2 separate regions of the Columba livia genome follow, and region 2 is linked to region 1. Evidence: chromatin contacts called from public Hi-C data. All regions are on one chromosome and are shown on one strand. The core of a region is the stretch at or near the end of the contact, and the rest is flanking DNA. Distances in the headings are between cores, read along the strand shown. Region 1 overlaps LOC110365086 (a long non-coding RNA gene). Region 2 holds the start of AHR (aryl hydrocarbon receptor).

Region 1 (5,289 bases), core at 1,292-3,791:
CGGAGGGCAGCCTGCCTCCGCTTCCCTTTGCCTGGGCTGACTTTTCTCCTGCGTCACCAGGGCCAGCTGAGGATTCGATAAACATCGGGCTGCCCCAGTTTAGCTGCTGCACAGTGTTTTAATGGAGCCAGCGCACTGTAATGTAGCAGCGCTTCTGCCAGGCTGACGTACTCCGCCAGTGCCGATTAAGTGAAATCAGTGAGCACAAAAGTTGTAGGCAAGTCACAAATAAATTATATTCATAGGCTTTAAATATTTTATTTTATTTTATTTTATTTTATTTTATTTTATTTTATTTTATTTTATTTTATTTTATTTTATTTTATTTTTTTCTGGGGCTAAGCAGAGTGGTAATTCAGTCTCCTATGTTTCTTCTACAACACAAACTTTCACCCAGCTACACCTACCCCTTTGAGGACATATTTCAGATCTTAAAGAAAAATGTAATCGTTCATTGTTATCTACTTAGGTGTGTAAAATAAAAATCCCTATCTCCTCACTCATTAAATTAATCATCAGTGGATTTTCTTTCCCATGCCTATCTTGAACTGTAGGAGGAAGAAGAAAATGTTGAAATACCTTTTTTTTTTTTTTGAGACATTCACACATCAGAGCAAAATGAAAGTACTAATCAAGGAATGGCCAACCTTCCTTAGTGTTCCTCCCCTTACACCCGCTTCTTCCACAGACAGACCAGTACCAGCTGTTTGGGGAATGAAGGGGACAGGCAGCTCAGAGAGAGCCAGGGGAGTGTGACAGTGGCCTCCTGGGGCTCCTCCAGCAGGATGTGGATGAGCTGGAGGACAGCTGAGCCCTGCGTGGACTCATCATATGGTCATTTAAGCCTGGCAGCACCTCAGCAGGGCTGTGCGTCTGGTCATATGGCGTCACCTCTGAGCTGCATACAGATCTGATATCATGACTGGGCAGCCCCTTGCTCCAAACATTAATAAGAGAGACTGTTATAGTAACAAAGGACGTTTTGAAGTCCTATGAGTTTATGATAAAAGTGCAAATGTTGAAAGGCTTGGGAAGCATACTTAGAAGAAAGTAAAAGTTTGACACTTTAAAAAAAGCAGGATTTAAAGTTTTGAATCACAAATTCTTGAAATCTACTTCTTTCTGTACCATTCTTGCTTTGGCCTTGATGAATCACAGCCTGTCCTGTTTTCAGATGTGGACAGAAATTTCTAGCATCCTTTTATATCCAATCAAAATAAATCTTACGCATGCCACTTGCATTCTCTCTGAAATATCTAATATTAGGATTCTTTGCTCATAAGATCAAAGCTATGCATTTTAAACAGAGAAACAAAATAAAAGAGAGAATATTGCAGATGAAATGAGTTGTTCATTCTTTTTGTAGTCAAAGACCTGAGACAGAAAGCTTAATTGATTTTGTAAGACATTTTCTGCCACTGCAGCCACAGTAAATGACATTTAATTGAATAAGGTACAATAATGAAAAAAAGATAAAAGAATGGTTGGTCAGAAAAGTGAATGCATTTTTTTCTCTTTTCTACACTAGGGAAACAGGAACTGGACAGTGATGAAGAAAAACATCTTAAGGGAACAGATTTGTTAACTTCATAACTTCTAGAATATTTTACATCTTTAAAGAACAAATGTTTACTGCTGTACAAGAATCAGCTACGAATTTTTTTCAGCTTTGAACAAGGAAGTTTTATGGTTTGTGAGTGGAGAAAGCAAGACATAGAGGGGTAAAAATACTTTGTAACCATACCACAATAGGGAACTAAGAAGTGAATTATAGTTTTCTAAACCTGGAAATATTTGTAATCAAACATAATCAGTTTATTTGCAGGTAGCGGGAATTTGTTTGTATAAAGAATTCCCTGTAATCTGATAGAGAAACTAGCAATGCGTGCTTTCTTTAAAATGAAACTGCATGCTCTTGGCTTAGCTTGTTATGTCTTATGATGTACCTTTACAATGAGGATGTTTTGTGTTTCTTAACAGTAAATTATAATATGCCTTCTCAGCTGAGAGCGATTTCCCACCCTCTTGTCAAAAGGTCAAAAATAGACTGGAAATTTCCATACTGATGAGGAAACCTTAAAACAAAAAATGGCATAGGTGGGGTAGCACGAAATGTATGTTGTTGTCACGGGCTCTTAGCCAGACCTGTTCTGAGCTGATCCTACCTTGTTTTTTTTTCTCCCCTCCTCTCTCCTTTCTCATATTTTTCTTTTTTCCCATTCTTCATTGCTCCAAACCTAAAGATGCCCAGATATGAAATGCTGCCAGTCAGGGTTCCCAAGCTTCAAAGGGATCTCTCATCAGCAGAGACAGAGGCTCTTTTGTGTAGCTGTTGGAGAGTGGCTCTGGCTGCTTCCGCACAGGCAGGGAACTCCGGAGCTTCTCTTCACTCCAGCCTCTCACTGCACCATCTGGATGTCGCAGGGGTTTTTTTGTATGTTTTCCCCAAGGGTGCAGACGAAGTATGACTGCAGTCAGTGCAATGGTCTGCAGGGAGATGTCATTCTACATGACTGAATGCAAAGAAACAGGTATCTGCATTTCAGCGCCTTGTGTGAGGAAGCCTCTCCCCAAAAGGTGCTCTTGTGTTTTGTTGTCTCTGACCAGTCTTAAAACTATAGGAAACAAATGCTAAACTTCTGCTGAGAATTAATCACAAAATGGAGTCCATGGGTATAATAATAGAAAAACTGTGAAAAAATAAATTAAATAGAATTAATGCTAAAATCTTTAATTTACTACCATTGTCATGAGGTTCTGAGGGTCAGGAGATACTGCTGTGCTTTCTGAGAGGTGTCTGGGATTTTACAGAACTGTCAGCTTGATTTCACAGCCTTTTCTCTATTTTTCCATGCCCTGCTCTGTGAAAATGTGAGTGCAAAGTTCTGCTCTGCTGACAGGTCAGGTTAATACCCACTTACCAAGGTGCAAACAATGTGTCAAATACAAGAACCAAGGAGGGGTGACCCTTCCCTTTCGAGCAAGTGATATGAAATGGGTGAGAAGGCAAAGGAAGAGCAGTCACAGTGAGTCAAGCCTCTGATCTGTTTAACTAAGTATTTTACCAGCTAAGGTTGCTAGCAGGGAATACTTAACAAGAATATAGAAAATAGGGTAAAAACAGAAAGTGTCTTTCTGTAATACCATCCATCAGCTGGGAGAGTGGGAAGAGAGTCACTGAATGAGGCTGGAAAAGTCCTCTTGTATCTCTTGCAGTGAAGAATTTTAAATTGTCTGTGATTTACTCTCATGCAGAAAGATAGTTTTTATCAATGGCTTTGCAAAAGGCAAACTTACATTTACTTTCTCCTCTCTTTCTGGAAGCTGAAGTTTAGCATCACTTCCCTCTGGGGCCAGAGGCTCCTCGAGAAGGGCGCAGTGTCTTTCTGTGTGTCCGCAGCAGAGCGCCAGTTCTCTCTGGGGCTTTCACACACTCACATTCACTGCTGTTTCTTCCGCTTCACGTGCCCAGAAGATCTTACCTCTGGTCAGAGTTTCATGGTATCCATGGCTCTCTAGATCGTGTGTCTGGGGTTTCTGTTTTTTTCTGCAGGCCTGTGGGACTCGGACTGTAGGAGCGAAGTTGATGGGTGAGACAGAAAGAGCTTTCTGTGCTGACTTAGAAGATTTCTGATGACTAATAAAGCTGAGCATTCATTTTTGAGAAAGAAACAACAATCTGGAGAAAGAAAACCCTCCTGGGGATCTCTTGTCACATTCTTTGTGTATCTGAGAGACCTGTGAAACTGTAAACCTGGTGAGGACTTCACCTTCCCTGCTCAAAGAGAAGTAAAGCAGAGGCTTGCAAAGTTTCTTGCAGTAGTTTCTTGGGATATTATTACATTTTTTCCACAGGTTTTAATGAGAGGATGCAATGTGGGATGCACTTTCTAAGGTCCTAACTCAAAGAGAAACTAAAAAGATGTGCTGTGAGTCACTTTATAAAAATACTTTCAGATGCTCTAGAGAAAATGCTCCTAGAACATCTGACCACTGAACAAAAGACCATATTGAGCCTAAATAGGCACAGACTTTTTACACTTTGTGGCTAAAAGATTCAAAGGGCACAGAAAGACACAACCAAAGGCAGAGCTGGGCAGTACAGCAAGGAGAGGGTTTGGCTGACAGTGCATTGTACAGTGGGCACAAAATGGTGCAGCTCTTTGCCTTCACCAGGCAGCACTCCAGCATATTAACATCTTTTATTCAGCATTTAACAAGATCATCGCTGTGTCATGGCTGCATTTCTGTGTGATGCCAGTCTGACACTACCTCAGGGTAGAAATGCTCTAAGTATACCACAAATGTACTTAACAATAATGGAAAATCCTTTTGCAAGCTGGAGAATAATGCACTCAGAGCAGAAGAGCTGCTCTGGTGGCCCCAAGGTGATGTCTCCCAGAGCAGCCGGAAAGGTGAATGCACAACAGCAGCAGTGTTTTACAATAATCTATGTGAAAAGAAACAGAATGACAGGACTGGAGGCTACAGTGAAAACAGATGAGATTTTTTTCCCTAGTGCTAGTGATAGTGAAACATTCTGTCAGACTTTTATTGAAAATACATGTTTTGATGAGAAAAAAAAAAAGTAGTTTTATTCTTTCCCTATCTTTTTTTCATCTGTTGTCATTTGGAGAATAGATTATTTTTGTCTTTAAGAGCTTTTGCACAAATGGTAAAGTTGATTCATAAATAAAGGAAATAGGCATATTCATTTTCCTTATAATATATCTCACTGTCCAAAGTAACTGAGATCTTTTCTCCATTGCTTTCACTGGGACATATTTGTAGTTGGATGAACAGCAAACCCAACTGCAGCATGGAACCTTTATAGTGTAAGGGGCTGGGAAGCATTTTGAAAGGTGGTTAAGGTCACAACATGTCATGTGTTGTTCAGCAACACCTTGGAGCCAAGGAGTCTCTTACTCTGTGATTCAGCTCCTCCCAGGTATGTGTCTTGGCTGTCTCCCAGCTCTGCAGCAAGACCTGGGCATGCACCAGCCCCAGCAAGCTGTGCTTGCTTATCCATGGGGTGCAACTGTTGGGGCTGAGGCTGTGAGGGTGCCATGATATGTCACATGCTGTCTGGACACCTGGGAAACCTATGCAGAGGGTGGGGATGGGATAAGAAAGGTACTGCAGAAAGCAGAGGCAAGATATAGCCTCACATTGTCTACAGCCTAAGCATTAATGTAAAACAAAGGCTGAGACCTATCATACAAGTGGCTCCAAGTAACTGGTATCAGAGCCTCTGAAAGGTACTCCTTTCTCCACCTTCCTCTCTCTCAG
Region 2 (5,289 bases), core at 897-3,396, 130 kb after region 1:
TTACCAAGTAACTCACTGGTGCCATATACATTGTCATGGCCCCAGAAGGGAGCTGGGAGATTAAGTCCATCATGGGAGGCTAAAGTCTACTTCCTTCTTCATGTAGTTGCCAGTAGATTGGGAGCTCGCAGATGAGACAGCATAGAAATGGGTGTCTCTGGCTGGATCCAAGTAGCACAAAAGCTCAAGAAAAAGTTGAGATACTGAGGTCCAGTGAAGCATAAGAGGTTGCCAAAGACTTTGTTCAATCTTAGTGAGGAAGTAAGAGACAGACTCGGAAGCAAACTAAAAATTAGAATAAAAGGAGCCTTAAACAATGCATATAAGTTTTCAGCTAAAAGATAGTGTAGGTAAAGAGAAGAATGAAAAAGAGCAGCCATTTATGTTGTGTATGGAGCGACCACAGCACACGTGTTGACAGAAAAAGAAACCAGTGAGCAGGAAGAGTCTAGGGGTGAGGAGGGTACAGAAAGGGACTGGAAAGTTTAGTCTGGAAGAAAGTGTGTGCTTGGACAGGTGGATGGGTTTGGAGTGAAGAAAATGCATTTTATCAGCCAATGGAACAATCTTCCCAGGGAAGTGGTGGATTCACCAACATTGGATACTTTTAAGCTTGTGCTGGACCATCTTGTCTAGACTTTGCTTTGCCGAGAAAGGTTGGACCAGACTATCCTTGTGGTTCCTTCAAACTTGATATCCTCTGATTCTATGATTTCTAGTTTCAACCGTGAAATCAAAAGAAGAAAGGGGGTGGAGAAGGGAAGGTAGTAAGGCATAGTGTACAGTACTGCCCACCTTTTTTCCAGGGTGCTGGCAAGATCTTGTAAGGGGAGAAGAAAGAGTGAAAGGGAAAGCGACTGAGGAGAGACAGATGCTAGAGAACAGTTGACATCCTCTGCAAAGGTGTTTGTCCAGGAGTTTAGCAGGAGTGTGACTGCAAGGCACTGCAAGGCACTGCAAGGCACCTCCTGAGGCATATGGTTCTTTTACTATATTTTCTCAAAAATTTTGTTTGCTGAAGACATATTTTTCAAAATATCATTTGATCAGCTCCTTGAATACTAGCATCGTTAAGGTTTAGGCAAATTAATTTTAACTGCATATTGTGGCTTCAGTGTACTTTGCATCTGGGATAGCCTGGCACGCAATTAAAGCCGAGCAATTAAACTGGTAAACAAGCGCGCGTTATGCTGCCTAATCCCAGCTGCGAGCGCCCGCGGAGGGGACCCGTGCGGCGGGACGCCCGGTACCGCAGACGCCGCAGCTGCCGGCTCTGGGAGAAGCTGCTGTACTGCGGTTGGCGGTGGCCGGGCTTTGCGCAATCCCGCGTTTTTACCGCACGGTGATACCTGGACCACCGCTTATCGCCTCCGTCAGCAGAGCGGGACAGCAGGGGTTGCATAACCGGGGCTCCAGCAAGCAGCGAGGGAAGGTGCGAGCTGGCGCAGCGCTGGCAGGCCGGGCAGGCGGACACCAGCACCACGGACACTGCTCAGCCTCCCGGCGGCCGGGAATGGGCGGCTGCGGGGGGACAGACCCGCGGGGGCCGGGACTGAGCCCGCAACTGCGGCGGCTCTCGGGCGGCTGGGCTCGGCCATCCCCCGGGACGCGGGTGCGTTTGAAGGGGAGAGAAGAGAGCTCTTCCCGGCTCTCGTCTCGGCCCTGACCGCGTACAACTTGTGTTTACACAGGGCGACTCCCAGGCTCCCAAACTGAGTGTTGAGACAAAATTTATTGCGGTTATTCCGGGGGAAGAGCTCTGCTGCTGAGAAGGGAAACAGAGGAAGAAAACGGGCGGGAGAAGTGGCGGCCGGTCAGAAAGGCACCGGGGCTCTTCTTGGATGGTTTTATTTGTCAGCTGTTTGGCAGCACCTCTTACTTTTTGCGAGGCTGCTCCTTTCCTTTAAAATAAGTGTTTAGCTTAAAATGTCAGTGTAATAACTCAGGGATTAAAACCCCAATGAGATATGAACCACGTCCGCGTCCAGTAAGCCCCGTCGGTCCTCTCAGTGCTCAGCGAGTGCAACCTTGCCCCGAGGAGTTCTTTACTTTCCCAGGTGTCCTGCTGTTCTTGTCCCTGGCGGTGCCTGTCCACCTCTCCCGCCGCGGGCACTCCTACCCTGGGCTCCCTCCCACCCCTGTTTTTGGCGATCGCGTATTATTTCTGGTTTCTCTGCTGGGCGATCTCCGGCCGTGACGGCTTCAGACCAGGGGGCGCAGGAAGCAGGGGAGGCGGCAGCGCTGGGGTGGAGGGGTGACAGACACAGAGGTAGTGTCATCGTGCCACTGAGGTAGTGTTATTTTTCTTTCCAAACTGAACGCTGTGACTTCTTTTTTCCCCCGGTTATTTTTTGTTACTAGGGCTACATGGGCGCTTGGAGCTGACCTTCCTTCTCACTTTGCTGCGGGAGCCCCCTGCGCACCCCTCCCCGGCCAGCCCAGGCTCGGGCTTTTCCCCTCATCCCGAGCCGCTCTGTCGCTGTCCCCCCGGGGACGCCGGGCGGCGCCCCCCCCGCTGCCGCGCCGGTCCTCCCTCTCCTCGCGTGACCTTCTCAACATGGCGGCGCGGCCGCCCCCTCCTCCCTCCGCCCCGCCGCCGCGAGGGGCCTCCTCGGCGATGGGGCGGCGGCGGCCGTCAGCCGGGCGGGGCGGGAGGCGGCCGGGGGAGCGCGGCGGCGGCGGGAGGAGCGGGCGCGGGGCTGGGCCGGGGCGGGGCGGCCCGGCGCCGCGCACACTGACAGGCGCTCGGCCAGCAGACGGCGGCCGCGCCGGGGTGCAGAGGCCGCCGCGCACCCGCCCGCCGCCGCAAAGGGAGCCGGCCGGGAGACGGCGTCGCCTCGGCGGGGAGACGCGGGGCGAGCGGCGCTGTGGAAAGCCCCGGCCGCCCCCACACCTGTGCCCTCCGGGGGCGGCGAGTGGGTGTACCCGCCGCCGATCACCTGGGATCCCCGCCCCGTAGCGCCTCCGCCTCCTGTCCTCGCCCGGCTGGGGAAGGCGCCGCTGCTGCGAGCGGACAAGGGAGCGAGCTGCGGGCGGCCTCAGGCAGCAGGGCCGGGGCCCGCGGGCGAGGCGAGGCGAGCGCTGCGGCGCCGCTTGGGGCTCGACCCCTCTCGGCAGCCGGGGTGAGGTGGGCAGTCGGGCGGCGGCCGCCGGCTGGCGGAGCCTGCGGTGCGGGGTGCTGAAGCCGCGGCAGGATGAACCCCAATGTCACCTACGCCAGTCGCAAGCGGCGGAAACCTGTGCAGAAAATGTAAGCGGCCCTGCGGGACGGGAGGGAGAGAGGCTGGCGGGGACTGCGGAAGGGGACCGGCTCCCGGCGGCTCGCCGTCCTGCGCGCACCGCGCGGCGGAGGCCCGGCGAGGGTGGCCGGGAGAGGTGGTGCCTTGAGGTGCCGGCGGGGTTTTTATTTGTGATAGCTTTTTTCCTTTTTTTTTTTTTTTTCCTTAAGAAAAAAGAAAGAGTATCGAGGCGGGGAGGGTCGTGGCGGTGGAAGGAGGGAGCGGTGCCGGCAGCGCGGCGCAGCCGGCTGACCTAGATTGGAAGGCATCTGAGGTGACGGCTCCCGAGCGGTGGCTGCGCTCACCCCACCGGAGTGGGTCCCGCCCGTGGTGGCCGCGGCGCTCCCGCTTGCGCGCAGGGCGCTCCGCGCCGCACCGCTTCTCTCCGCGCCGCGCCGCTCCGCTACGCGCCGCGCCGCTCCGCTACGCGCCGCGCCGCACCGCACCGCTTCTCTCCGCGCCGCGCCGCCCCGCACCGCGCCGCTACGCGCCGCGCCGCTACGCGCCGCGCCGCACCGCTTCTCTCCGCGCCGCGCCGCACCGGTCCGCTACGCGCCGCGCCGCACCGCTCCGCTACGCGCCGCGCCGCGCCGCACCGGTCCGCTACGCGCCGCACCGCTCCGCTACGCGCCGCGCCGCACCGCTCCGCTACGCGCCGCGCCGCTCCGCTACGCGCCGCGCCGCACCGCTCCGCTACGCACCGCGCCGCGCCGCGCCGCACCGCTTCGCTACGCGCCGCGCCGCGCCGCACCGCTCCGCTACGCGCCGCGCCGCGCCGCACCGCTCCGCTACGCGCCGCACCGCTCCGCTACGCGCCGCGCCGCACCGCTTCGCTACGCGCCGCGCCGCGCCGCACCGCTCTGCTACGCGCCGCACCGCTCTGCTACGCGCCGCGCCGCGCCGCACCGCTCCGCTACGCGCCGCACCGCTCCGCTACGCGCCGCGCCGCACCGCTCCGCTACGCGCCGCGCCGCACCGCTTCGCTACGCGCCGCGCCGCGCCGCACCGCTCCGCTACGCGCCGCACCGCTCCGCTACGCGCCGCGCCGCACCGCTTCGCTACGCGCCGCGCCGCACCGCTCCGCTACGCGCCGCACCGCTCCGCTACGCGCCGCGCCGCACCGCTTCGCTACGCGCCGCGCCGCGCCGCACCGCTCTGCTACGCGCCGCGCCGCACCGCTCTGCTACGCGCCGCGCCGCGCCGCACCGCTCCGCTACGCGCCGCACCGCTCCGCTACGCGCCGCGCCGCACCGCTTCGCTACGCGCCGCGCCGCGCCGCACCGCTCCGCTACGCGCCGCACCGCTCCGCTACGCGCCGCACCGCTCCGCTACGCGCCGCGCCGCACCGCTCCGCTACGCGCCGCGCCGCACCGCTTCGCTACGCGCCGCGCCGCGCCGCGCCGCACCGCTCCGCTACGCGCCGCACCGCTCCGCTACGCGCCGCGCCGCACCGCTCCGCTACGCGCCGCGCCGCACCGCTCCGCTACGCGCCGCGCCGCGCCGCACCGCTCCGCTACGCGCCGCGCCGCACCGCTTCGCTACGCGCCGCGCCGCACCGCTTCGCTACGCGCCGCGCCGCACCGCTCTGCTACGCGCCGCGCCGCGCCGCACCGCTCCGCTACGCGCCGCGCCGCACCGCTCCGCTACGCGCCGCTACGCGCCGCACCGCACCGCTCCGCTACGCGCCGCACCGCTCCGCTACGCGCCGCGCCGCACCGCTCCGCTACGCGCCGCGCCGCACCGCTCCGCTACGCGCCGCGCCGCGCCGCACCGCTCCGCTACGCGCCGCACCGCTCCGCTACGCGCCGCACCGCTCCGCTACGCGCCGCGCCGCACCGCTCCGCTACGCGCCGCGCCGCACCGCTTCGCTACGCGCCGCGCCGCGCCGCGCCGCACCGCTCCGCTACGCGCCGCACCGCTCCGCTACGCGCCGCGCCGCACCGCTCCGCTACGCGCCGCGCCGCGCCGCACCGCTCCGCTACGCGCCGCGCCGCACCGCTCCGCTACGCGC

Evidence for each region. A called contact is a pair of places that touch in the nucleus more often than the background predicts.
Region 2: a Hi-C map of crop shows a contact between it and region 1, with 3 times the contacts expected there. The contact joins the promoter of AHR here to the enhancer-like site in region 1. A contact is called at or near these places in 2 of 2 Hi-C or Micro-C datasets (crop and liver).

The regions. Positions count from the first base shown.
Region 1 is chr2:32,050,295-32,055,583 of bColLiv1.pat.W.v2, forward strand. The region is part of intron 1 of LOC110365086 (a long non-coding RNA gene); the gene reads left to right. Among named protein-coding and RNA genes, the nearest start is that of AGR3, 34 kb to the left of the region's middle. Within about 2 kb of position 2,542, at least 1 of the 3 cell types and tissues checked has an H3K27ac peak away from gene starts, as active enhancers do.
Region 2 is chr2:32,179,215-32,184,503 of bColLiv1.pat.W.v2, forward strand. It overlaps AHR (aryl hydrocarbon receptor), which reads left to right and starts at 2,147. Exons shown (of 11, transcript XM_065051232.1): 1 at 2,147-2,291.